Linked DNA regions of Gossypium hirsutum: region 1 is linked to region 2. Evidence: chromatin contacts called from public Hi-C data. All regions are on one chromosome and are shown on one strand. The core of a region is the stretch at or near the end of the contact, and the rest is flanking DNA. Distances in the headings are between cores, read along the strand shown.

Region 1 (6,268 bases), core at 3,205-5,704, 220 kb after region 2:
GGGCGGACTACCTTTGTAACATACGTTTCGAACAGTGGACACAAGCATACGACAGAGGCCTACGATATGGCCATATGACGTCGAACCTGGCTGAATGCATAAATTCTGTTCTTAAAGGAACGCGCCATCTACCGATAACATCGGTTGTGCGAGAGACATATTTCTATTTGGCGGCGCTATTTCCAAAGCGAGCAGCAACTTATGCTGGCTAGATGCAGGTTGGACATGTATGGTGCAGTAAGGTAGTTCAAGAAATTAACAAGGCGAAGGCGAGGGCAAACATCATGCACACAGTGTGTCATGATTGAGACAATTTATGGTTTCGCGTGACGGAGTTTGACAGACCGCACCAAGGTGTTGTTGGCGAGCAGTATCGTGTATACTTGCGAAACAGGACTTGTGACTGTGGGAAGTTTGATACACTTCGTTATCCATGTGTTCATGTTATTGCAGCTTGTCAGAAACTCCGTCTGGATCCGATGAGTTATGTGGACGAAGTCTACAAACTAGAAAACATGTACAACATATGGAGACACGTTTTCCCACCGGTCCCAGATGAACGTAAGTGGTCGCCCGTATCTCTTGCTCCTTATAAGCTGTTATCGGATAGAGAATTGCGTCGCAAACCAAAGGGTCGACCTTGTTCCACTAGAATACGGAACAATATGGATATCCGAGAAACATCTAGTCAACAGAAGTTGTGCGGATGGTGTAGGAACCCAGGCCATACAAGTCGATCATGCCCTAATCGCAATAGCTGAATGTAATTTTAGAAAAAAATATATTTTCTTCAATTATTAATTGATAATTGTATTAATTGTTAGTAAAAGTATCAAATTAGTTTAATTTCTTGTCAAATTTTTAGTACCAGTCAAAATATTTTACCAAATCTAACATTATGTAAAATTATGTAAAATTATTAAGCCAAAAAAATTGTGTTAATGGTTAGTAAAATTTATCAAATAAACTAAAATTATTAAGTCAAAAAATTGTGTTAATGGTTAGTAAAATTATTAAGTCAAAAATTGTATTAATGGTTAGTAAAATTTATGAAATAAACTAAAATTATTAAGTCCAGAAATTGTGTTAATGGTTAGTAAAATTATCAAAATATGTAAAATTATTAAGCCAAAAATTGTATTAATGGTTAGTAAAATTTATGAAATAAACTAAAATTATTAAGTCCAAAAATTGTGTTAATGGTTAGTAAAATTTATCAAATTAAGTTAGGTTAGGGTTAGGGTTTTTAGTTAATTTAGGTTAGGGTTAGGGTTTTTAATTAATTTAGGTTAGGGTTAGGGTTTTTAATTAATTTATGTTAGGGTTGGGGTTTTTAGTTAATTTAGGTTAGGGTTAGGGTTAGGGTTTTTAGTTAATTTAGGTTAGGGTTAGGGTTAGGGTTTTTAATTAAGTTAGGTTAGGGTTAGGGTTTTTAGTTAGGTTAGGGTTAGGGTTTTTAATTAAGTTAGGTTAGGGTTAGGGTTTTTAGTTAGGTTAGGTTAGGGTTAGGGTTAGGTTAGGTTAGAGTTAGGGTTTTTAATTAATTTAGGTTAGGGTTAGGGTTTTAGTTAGGTTAGGGTTAGGGTTTTTAATTAATTTAGGTTAGGGTTAGAGTTAGGGTTTTTAATTAAGTTAGGTTAGGGTTAGGGTTAGGGTTTTTAATTAAGCAAGGTTAAGGTTAGGGTTTTTAGTTAGGTTAGGTTAGGGTTAGGGTTTTTAATTAATTTAGGTTGGGGTTAGGGTTTTTAATTAATTTAGGTTAGGGTTAGGGTTTTTAATTAAGTTAGGTTAGGTTAGGTTAGGTTAGGGTTTTCAATTAAATTAGGGTTTTTATTTTATTATATCAAATGATATCAAAATTTTCTTCAAAAATTTCTATGCGTATTACATCAAATAAACTTTTATTTTATTACATCAAATAATGAATTTAAATACGGCAATCAATGTCTATGCCCGGGTGATTCGTTCCACATGGCGGCCGTCGACGGTTGCGCGCTGGATTCCTCTTTCCTCTAGCTTCCGGCGGCGGTTGTTCTTCCTCCGGTGGTGATTGTGGTTCTTCCGGTTCGGCATCTGGTTGTCAAACTTGGGACGATGATCCACCTTCAAAGAATAATGTATGTGGAGGTGTTTGCATCATGAACGACGAAGGTGTTTGAAAGCCATACGTTGCTGGAGACTGGTAAAAAGGAGATCTCCCCGAAGGCATGTGCGATCCCTCCTGCGCCGCTGGCCTAAATATCGATGGTCCGCTCGGCATAGTAGGAAATGGAGCTGAACCGGGCATTTGGCTCCAACCTGCCATAGTATTCGGAAAAGGATACATGTAAGGGTTATGGTACATATAAGGGCTAGGAAACATACCTGGCATCATAGGGAAAGACGGTTGCGTGGGTATCATCTGTTGAATTCTGGGTCAGGTGACTGCATCGGTGCTCTCGTTGGGGCTGGTGATTGCATGCCCGCTGATGATGCGCCGGGTGACTATCTAGGCCTCGTTGAGGGGCTGCCTTCGAAGTCTTCTCGTCTTGGATTTAGAGGCCCGCGCCTTTCCTTTTCGAGACGTAATTGCCGTTGCCTCTCCTCTGGCGTAAGTAAATACGGCTTGCCATGGATCCTAAACCATGGCATGTATTCTGGAACACACGCTAACTCCGGAACGATGATTTGTTCCTGAGTAGGTAGATATTCATGCCGATTTTCCCACATTTCTGTATACTCGGACCAGTATCTAGGCCAATCCGTACCTAATAGCCGAAGGTCGATTTTGTAGTGCTCGTCAAACTCCTCAGGGTCCGCAGGAATCAGTTGTCTATATCCAAACTGTTGTAGCACTCTGTCTGTCTGGTGGGGCTCCACGGTTGCATAATTGATTAACACCACTTTCACGTGCCAAGCGTTTGGATTTTGTAAAAACTCATCCGGGATTACTGCCCAAATTTCTGGATCCTCGTATGGTGTCCATTGAAACTATATAAACATGATAGAAATATTAGTTATATACATAATACTAAATACTAAATACTAAATACTAAATATCAATCGACTAGCGAATGTATGGAAATATCTATTTGCAAAAATACTTACTTCTGCTTCTGACCGTTGGTCCAATAGAAGCCGTATATCTTCAAGTTTAGATGGTAATTCACGATAACTTGCCGGATTGTTCCACCTAATTAAATAAATTTTTAGCATACTTTTATTATTACAAAATCTACATAATAATTCTAAAATGTAATATAAAATTTACCTCGTTACGAGTGGGAATGTATATGGGTGGTTCACTCGAGGACGTAGAAATGGAAAGCGAAACCGTGCCCATGATTACAGTAGTGACAGGCAACCTCCGATGGTTGCTCTCCTCGGTCGCGTCGCCCCACACATCTCTCGAACTAAATTCACCGGCTCTTCTAAAATCAACGAGTTTTAGCAGCCACCTTAGATGTACACGGCTCCGTGACGTGTCCGGCATCAGATAACCTCCAATTATTTAAAGAATGTATGATCGAGCATATCAGATTCTTTGGATTTCGGTGAATTTGCATTCAGATCCATCTCGACCTTACCTCCATCCATTTTTTCCGGAATAGCGCCCAAAAGCTCGTAGCACACCGCCTCCCAATTGCTAGATTGGGCAGACCCGGTGACTGGGTGCCTGTCCACCGGCAATCCCAACTGCATGCTGACATCTTCTAGAGTGATAGTGCACTCTCCACATGGAAGATGAAATGCGTGTGTCTCGGGTCTCCACCTCTCGATCAACGTACTAATCAATTTTGGGTCCAACTTGCATCCTCGGCCTACCGTCGCCACGTGCCAAAAACCCGCTTCCCGCAGGTAGTTCTCTACTAACGGTGATGGAGGGGCATACATATTCCGGATATGGCATTCCAATACCCGATCTTCAGACTTTTATAACAAACAATAAATTAATAATTATCTACAAATACTTAAATAAAAAAATCTTAAATAATAATTACAAATTAAATTTAATACTTACCATTTTCATTTGCTCCACCGATATGTGATTGCTATCAAGACGAATCAATGATCCGCCTATTGATGAAAATATAAAAAAATTTATAATTATTGTAAAAAATAAATTTGAGAGAATTTGGGAAGGAAATTGAGAGGATTAGAGAGGAAAAATTAGATAGGATTTGTTTGTGAAAAAAATAAAGGGTGGGGGTATTTATATATATATTTGACCGTTGGGGTACTGTTCACGCACGGAAGACATCGCGTCCACGTTAGTAGGTCGCACTGACGTGGACGCGATGTCCTGCCATGTACCCTGACATCGCGCTGACGTGGGCGCGATTTTCTAAAAAATGGACCATTTCGATAAATAATAAAAAAATCGGCCCATTTCGATAAATTAAAAAAAAAGGAATTTTTCTGGTAAATTCACCTTTAAAAAGCTCATTCTAATTTTGTTTGTTTGTATTTTTTTTAATCAGAAATTGACCTAATTTTAATTTTCAAAATATGTTGGGAGTTTGTAAAACAGAAAACGGTTTGCGAAATTTCAAGTGACGGCAACAAACGGCTTCCAGGTTTGTCGTTTTCGTCGGTGCGTTAAGAAAACGCGCTTGCATAGAAGCGCGTACCAGACAGCCATCATCAATTTCATGAAGCAGTGTTTGCTTTTGCTGTAGGCTACACTCCACTCCAGTAATAAAGCACCTCCCCACCTTTCCAGCCCCACTCCCACTCTCTGTGTCTCTCACAGACGCAGTTCTCCCTTTACTCTCTCAATTTTCTACTCTCACCCCAAGAATCCCTTTTCCATGTTCTCATCTCCCAAACTAGAAAAGAAAAGGGAAGACCTATTTTCTCCTCTGCATTGTTGCGTTAGATCTTTGCCGCATTTCATGGATCTACTACAATCACGCCGACTCTCATTCTCTTCATCTTCTCTCTCCTAGGGTTTTTGTTCCGTTTCTTTTACTTTTTTTTGGAGGGGCGCTTGGCGGCGGAGCAGCTTAGGTTTTAGTTTTGTTTGGTTTAGTTATGAGGTGCGTCGTTTCGCTCGGAGAGAGCAACGGAGAGTTTGGCTGGCAGCGAATGGTCCATCGGAAACTTAGGAATCTCCAGTGTCTCTCCGACGACTCGCACGTGGTTCGAGTTGGTGTCTGACGATGGTTGCTGTGGACTCTGGTTCGGCGAGAGAAGATGCCTGCTTTGACTCTGCTCATTTTGCTTCTTGTTTACTTACCCAGCTTTCTCTCTTGTTCTTGTTTCGGTATCACTCTTTCTGGATACTTGCTCTTCTGTTTTTTTTTTCTTTAATTTCGTTTTATCTGTTTGGTTGCTGATCCAATAATAGATAAGGAAGGAAAGTGGACTAAAATCTAGTCCGAGTTAGCTTTTAATTTTATTTATAGAAATTAAGAAAAGGTCAGCATGCTTTACGAAGCTAAGTAGGCTTTGGCTTTACTGCTGATTGGCTCTCTTTATGTCTACTTAAACTTTCCACTATAACGTTTATCCTTTAGCTTAATCTTTCGCGTTCGCCAAAACAAAAGAAAGGGGAAAAAAGAAAATTTTAAAATGTAAAGAAGGGTTTGCTTTTTGAGTAATTTGTTAGTCTTCTGTTTTCTAATTCCATACAGTATCTTGAGAAAAAAAATAATAATTTGGAAAAAGGGATATCAGATGAACTATTCATATCTTAGCCCTTTGAGGAATATACTATGGATAATATGGACGTCAGGAATAATTACATATTATTAATTATCCTAAAAGGTTAGCTCAAATTAAAAGTGTTCTAATACCATTAAGGTTAACTGAGCTTCAATTATCAAATTCTGTTCGTGAATTCCGGATTTCCTGTTAGTTTTCTTTGTTTTATTTATATTTTATTTTTCCATGGATGCTTCTTGAAAAGAGTATGAGCCTTAAATATTTGTATTATAGCTTCTGTATAGCAATGCTTTTGGGTACAATCCTTCTTGAGTAAACGGTCAAAATCGGTTACCCTTGGAAATGTTAAAATCTTTGTTATAGTTATCTAATTTCTTGTAATTTGTGGTTATTATGTGTTGCATTCAAATAGAGTTAAGGACATTTGTTGCCATAACGGTTACAATAACTATAGTTCATTAAGGAAGACTAACATCACTGCCATTTAATTTTTATCTTTATTACCAGGACTGCAAATATTATTGTCTCCTTTACAACCAGTGCATCAGTTGTCTGCAATGGAAACAATCATTGATCATGGTAACAATTTATTTATCTTTAAATGTTAATGAAGTTGAATAAA
Region 2 (6,714 bases), core at 417-2,916:
CCACTTCCTCTCCAATTTTCTCATCCGATCTTGCCAGATAAACACTTCCTCATCCTTCGCAGGATGGAAGTAGGTTGGATATGGAATCCCAAAATCATTTGCATTCCAGGGGCTTGACTCAACAACAAGCATTGACATATTCCTTGCAGCAGGTAGAAACAGAAGCTTATTACCCCAATCAGATTCTTCATCACTCAATCTCCTGAAATCCCAGGTAATTCTACCAGCCACGAGAAAATGATCTTTCCCTCCCATTATACCCCACTCAGGCCTCTTCATCAGCCAATCAACCAAATCTAGCGAAGCAGCATCCCTTGTTGAGATATTATATCCCCAAAGATACCTTGCAATATCAAAGCCAGCATAAAATGGTACAAATATTGCAGCTGCGATCGAGGAATCATTGGTCAAGCACTCATACTGCTTCATACGATTACTGAATATCACATCCACTGCAAACTGATTCGTGGCATACCACCCGGTATTCTCAAATACCCCTTCAACATTCTCAAGTGGAGGACCAAGCCCTTTATTACTAGTAAATTTACACATATTAGTCCAAAGGCTCAAACTCCTACACTCCTTAAGCATATCCTCGTTAAACCTTGGAGGAAGTTTATGCACATAAATATACCTTCCACCACATGGATCGCTCTTATTTTCCACCGTCCTCAAAGCTCTCATAAACGGGTAAGGCACCACCTTTTCACCAGCTGTATCCTGAACAGGTTTCACAGGAGCGGGCTTCTCCTTCTCTACACGGGCATCGGTCACCGGGGAAGGAACGGACTCAACATTAACCAAAGGAGATTCTAATTTGACTGGTTGTAATGTAATCGACTCCTCAACTGTAGGGCTACTTCCTAGAACTACAAAATGGAAATACAAAAGCAAAATCCAGAAAAAAGCTGATAAAGAGGCTAAGAAACAGAGCCGGGTTTGTTGATTCTTAGGGGAACCCTTCTCCATCGCTTCTAAAGGACCCAGCGTCACTGGGCGGCGTCTCATCAGAGTTCAATAGCAAACTAATCAACAAATCCCCGCATAAAAGACACCTAACTTTCCCACCCGATTCAAAACTACTAAATGAAAAGGAGAAAATTAGAAAACCCTATGACCCTAAATCTCAATTATCAGTTTAAAATGTAAGTTACAGTAAGCCCTAAGCTTGGACCACAGATCCAAAACGGGGAAAAAAACGCTAGAAATTTATAACTGACCAAATAAGAAAATGCTATGGAGATTGAAATTAACGAGTTGAGAATACAGATAGATTTATTAGCAAGAATCAGGACATACCAAAAATGAGAGATTATCGCGAAAAGTGATCTGCTAACGGATCTATTGGCTAAAATTTATCAACTAAATTGAAGTGAAAAACTCGGATTCGGAGGAAAAAAAAACTTACTGGGAATTTTCCTGCAAAATATTTTGACTGGAATATGGAGCTGGAAAAGAGAAGTGAAAATGGAGAGCGCGTATTTAATGTAATGTTATAGAAGAGGGGGTGTTGCGGCACAAATTAGCAGTGTGCGCCGTGGAACTGTTTGTCTGTTGTCGGTAGCCGATGGGATCTCGCCACGTGGGACCATGTGATGACGTGTTCAAAATATGGAACGCTGTCAAATTCCTGAAATTTCGTTTGCATGGAAAATGAGGAAAGGCAATGAGCGGTTTCATTTTACCAGGAAAATGCGAATACAAGACAACTCAATACCGTACTAGCTGGGCCACGTGGGAGCATGTAATTGGAGTGAAGGTGGGACCACATAGAGAAAACTTCGCATTGAAATTGGAAATTGCAAAATTTGATGTAAAAAATTGGAAATTTCTGAAATTTACTTCTTAAGCTCACATATGATTCACCACTTTTCTAATTAATGTTGAAGCTTTTAATTTGGTTAATCAATTTCCATTTTAGTAATAATTAGATAAAATTCATTTATGTCTAATATAATATAATATAATAAAATATTATATTATATTATACCTTAAACACTAAAATATTTTAGCCTAATTTTTTGTGGTACAACTCATACAATGCATATTGAAATTATTAAAAATAACTAATAAATATTAAATTGAGTGAGATGCGGTGAGACGGTTATGAATATAACCGACATCTATGAAGATGATAGTAATATTTGAATTTTAACATCCATGGCGAAGTGGAATGAGACAAAGCATGTATCAAGGGTTTTTAGAATTTGAATATTAATATAGCAGTGTTTTACTTAAAAGATGATTGAGATTTTGCTCCTTTCGTATATCTATTTTTATATAATGTATTTGATTGAGTTAATATCACGATGCCAACTTTACTTAAAAATTATTTTTTAATAATATTTTTATATTTTACTATTTTTATATAAAATACTTAAAGAAAACAACTAAACATAAGATCTTTAAAGATTGAGAATACTTATTTATAAATATCTTATCACTCTACCTATGATTTAACTATTCACTAGTTTTTTTATAAATATAAAATTACTTTTTTGTCCTTTCACTCATGCCATGAGTTTGACAAAACATAGCAAACCTCATTTAAATAAAAATAGATCTAAGTTGGGTACATAGGTTGGATAATTTTTTTTATAATTTTCAAAAATAGATTATGATTTTTTGAAATTTTTCATGATTTTTTTTTGGATTTTTAATGTTTTTTTTTAATTTTTAAGTAAAATTTTTCATTTTTTACACATGGTAGCATGTCATTGGTTTATTTAATTTTTTTTAAATGAAAACTATTAAAAGAGCTAACTTGAGTGACGGAATGAAAGTAGAAAGAGCAAAGTGATTGAAATAATAATAAAATGACCAAAGTAAAAATTTCATTATAGTATAGGGTCAAAAATGGTATTAAGCCTTCTTTTAATTAAAACATTCATCTTTTTTTCTTTTTTCTTTTTTTTTTAATTTCTCAAAGTATCTCCCGGAGTAAACTTAGCAACTAATCCTCCGCATTTCATAGGTCCATTAAGGGGTAAATGTTGACCACGAGTTTTAAAGCTACCTCATACCCAAAGCAGAAATCGAATCCTCGAACACTGGTTAAGGTAAGAGAAACAAATAACATGTTAAAGTGCAAACATGGAAGCAAATATATTGCATTCTATTAGTGTGTGTTGTGTTCCATCAAAGGTATATTGGCATTCATGAATTTGGGTTAGTTTTAGATTTATTGTTAGGTGGTGGGTAGCATTAAATAATAAATCATAAGTTTACTTCTTAAACAAATTTCAAGTACTTTGACATCTTCATGCATATAAACTCTAAATATAACAAAATAAATCAATATTATAATATATTTTTTATACATATTTATACTCTCTCTTTTTGAATGTTTTCCGATGACATTCAAATTATATAATATAATCTGGTTGGGAACAAAAGTTGAACAAATACACATGAGAACGATTCTTTCACTATATATTACTACAAATCCGACCACACATGTATGTATATGGAAATTATGTATTTAGAAAATAGATGTATGTTTAAAAATAAATACAATAAATTATGAAATGTATGGTTTGAAACTAATTATTAATATTATTACGTTAAATATATACGATACTAAAATAAAAAATAGATTAAATTGTAAGTAAAATAAAATTTAAACGCATAAATACATCGAATAAAAATATTAAATGTATTACAATTTGTTTATCATGGTGTAGTAATAAACTGTAAGTTAGTGTCGAGTTGACTTGTGACACCAACTCAATTAACAATTAATGGAGATAATAAAGTATACATAATACAATTAAAATGTAAATATTATATTAAAATAATGTTTTGGTTTAGCCTTAAAGTTAATATTTTATTGACGGATAATATAATTTATTTTAATTATTAAAAAATATTTTCGTAATTTCATTGATCGGGCACGTATTCAATTAGGGACTTAAATAATAATATAGGTAGAATATATGTATGTATACATAAATGCAATCCTGGTGGTGTCTAGTTACAATACAACATTGATGGAAGAGAGGTAGAGGCAGGGAAAGTGGGGAAGCCAAGGTTTCTGGTTTGCTTTGAAACATAACTATGGAAGTTACATGGTATTGGGTCGACTTTCTTTTAAGATCGAAATTTTTTCATTTAGTTTTTTTTTTATAATTTATAAAAGTTTAAATTAATAACGGCAAAATTATATTTTAGCGCTTAAAATGGTAAAAAATTAATTTAACGTTTTAAAAATTATAAATATATAAGCTATTAGAATAATAAAATTATATTTTTATTATCGTATAAAATTTAAGTCTGCCCCTTAAAAAAAATTTACCTTGATTGCAGAAAATTTGGGAAAGTTAAATAAGGTTATTTTAACATTTATTTATTTCAATTATTACATATTTAGATATGAAGATTTCAAATATCATATATGTTATGATACAATTTGAAAAACATAGCAGTAAGGAGACAGTCCCAAATTGCGGATTGCTACCACCGCATTAGCAATGAAGATAATAGGCACAAAAATAAGAGGAGTGGAAGCAACACAATGGTACCAAACTCGGCTGCTCTCCTGCTCGTTGATCGTGGTTCTTCCCCTAACTTCAAGTCCCCGAAATACAGATGAACCCCTGAATTCTTGATCCTTACGTTACTCCCCAGCAGTACACTACTGTTGCTCCCTTGAACGTTGCTGTTGCTATACATGTTGATGCAGCAACAACGTTCCGGTGGGTCACTCAAGATGCCGCGACGGATGAAACATGTTGCCCCCACATTGCTTCCATCCAAGTTAATGCGATTCATTGACCCTAAGCTGATTCCTGGACTAGTCCCGCTTCTTGTTGTTGACATTGTTTGATTGTGTTTTGGCTGATAGCTTTGTTTGTGGATTGATAATAATAAGAGATTCAGAGTTGGTTTTCAATGCTTTTGCTTTGCTTGCGCTATGAATTGTGTTTTTTCACTTTTTGGCAACTACAAGATAAAGATAATGTTCCATGCTTGCATCGGGATGAGAAAAACCAACGAATGTCGACACAAAAATTTAAAAGAAAGGGATCTAAGAACCATTTGGGCGCCACAATTTCATGGATTGGATCATTTTAGAGGAAATCAACCCCAAGATGGATTCTTTTTAACAAGACAAGACTTGCCACTCAAACAATTAAAAGATGATTTCCTTTAACACCAAGGATCATCTTTTAAAGGGAAAATCAATGAATATTTGTCACAATCATATATTCCTCCAATAATACTCAAACAAGTTAATATGTAGTCTTTCCTTTGAATTTGTCCAAAAGTACTTAGTTGATATTTGAACTTGTATTGAGAGGCTGCTACATGTCATTCTAGGATTGGTCATCACTGCCATGTTAGCACAAATTAACGGTGTTAGTATGGAGGTGCTAACCTGAATAACAAAATACAAATTCACATATCAACTAAATAAAAAAAATTTAAATACTAACTAAATACTTCGACAAATTGAAAGGGCAAACTACGTATTAACTCATTGCTTCTGCATATTATTATTCTTTTCTTGTTTCTGGCCTCCCTGCAAACCTATGATGCCACTTATTCCTTATATGGCAGCCACCTAAAAAGTCAAGACTTGTCATCAATTTTGATCAATCAACCATCTAAAGTTCATTAAATCTTGCAACTCCAAAATCACTTTTTTTTGTCGAAATTAGAATTGTGCAAACTCTTGGTCTTTCTTGTCCTTAAGGAAACCGAATGAAGGTCAAATACAATTAAGACTAAGATTCTGGATTTGACTTTTTCATGGACAATGTCATACACATTAATCTATAACACATTAAGGCCATTCAGGGATCATGTCATACATATAAGCACAGCCTGCAGGGAACTTTGGGTTTAATTACACCAAGAAGCATTGCTGATGAGCTAGTCACTCTTCAACTGATGAGTTTAGCCAGTTTATTACTGTTATTCTCACTTACCTTACGTTCAAGCTCATCAGGAACAATAGGTGCTTGTGTGATGGTGTTACGTACTTAAAGTTATATATTCTTATGATTGCACTACATATGTCTTATGCATCGTTCCATGGAGGTCACATGTTAAAGTAGGAGCATTTCAGCTGCAATTTATGTGAAATGATATAAGCAACTATAGCAGACACTTAAATAATCTTATAAAACTCATTCACAACTACATGCCGACGACATAGACTGCCATGGGAGCTAAGGGGTCTTGGCCCTCCACAACTTTTTGAAATGTTCATTCAAATCCAAAGATGAACCAACTAATACGATACTCCTTTCCTTATAGGGCAGCAAAGGTACTATATAATGTAAGACATTTCCTTCTACTTGGAACTTCCCACACCTTCACACCATTATCCAATAAAAGTCTAAATGTATCATTGAGCCAACACATAGAACTCTTTAAGTTGTGGCCTATTAGTGGGATATTCAACTTTTTCAAGAATAGCCTAGGTTTAAATCAAAGTTATATATATACATATATATATATATAAAAGCCTATACACAAGAATTGGTCCAAAATCATGCTAATACCATCATTAAGAGATCAAGGAAGTCAATTCTAGGGAGGAGGGTGGGAATTAAAGTAATTATGCAAGTAATTTAACTCAAATCTAATCACTTTATGGTTTTTTAAACATGTTCAAACATTATTTAAGTTTTAAAATTATTTTTATGTAATAATAATATTTTAATTTTAGAATATATATATATTAGTTTTAAAATATAATTACATATT

Evidence for each region. Hi-C and Micro-C count contacts between places; a contact is called where the count stands out from the background.
Region 1: a contact with region 2 is called in a Hi-C map of leaf, with 2.0 times the contacts expected there. The contact joins the promoter of LOC121219042 here to the promoter of LOC121219038 in region 2. A contact is called at or near these places in 5 of 34 Hi-C or Micro-C datasets (hypocotyl and leaf).

What each region holds. Positions count from the first base shown.
Region 1 is chrD07:28,798,860-28,805,127 of Gossypium_hirsutum_v2.1, forward strand. It overlaps LOC121219042 (receptor-like serine/threonine-protein kinase ALE2), which reads left to right and starts at 4,455. Exons shown (of 10, transcript XR_005915559.1): 1 at 4,455-5,245; 2 at 6,154-6,225.
Region 2 is chrD07:28,585,370-28,592,083 of Gossypium_hirsutum_v2.1, forward strand. LOC121219038 (xyloglucan galactosyltransferase MUR3-like) reads right to left here and starts at 1,667. Exons shown (of 1, transcript XM_041096468.1): 1 at 1-1,667. The coding sequence starts at 1,008.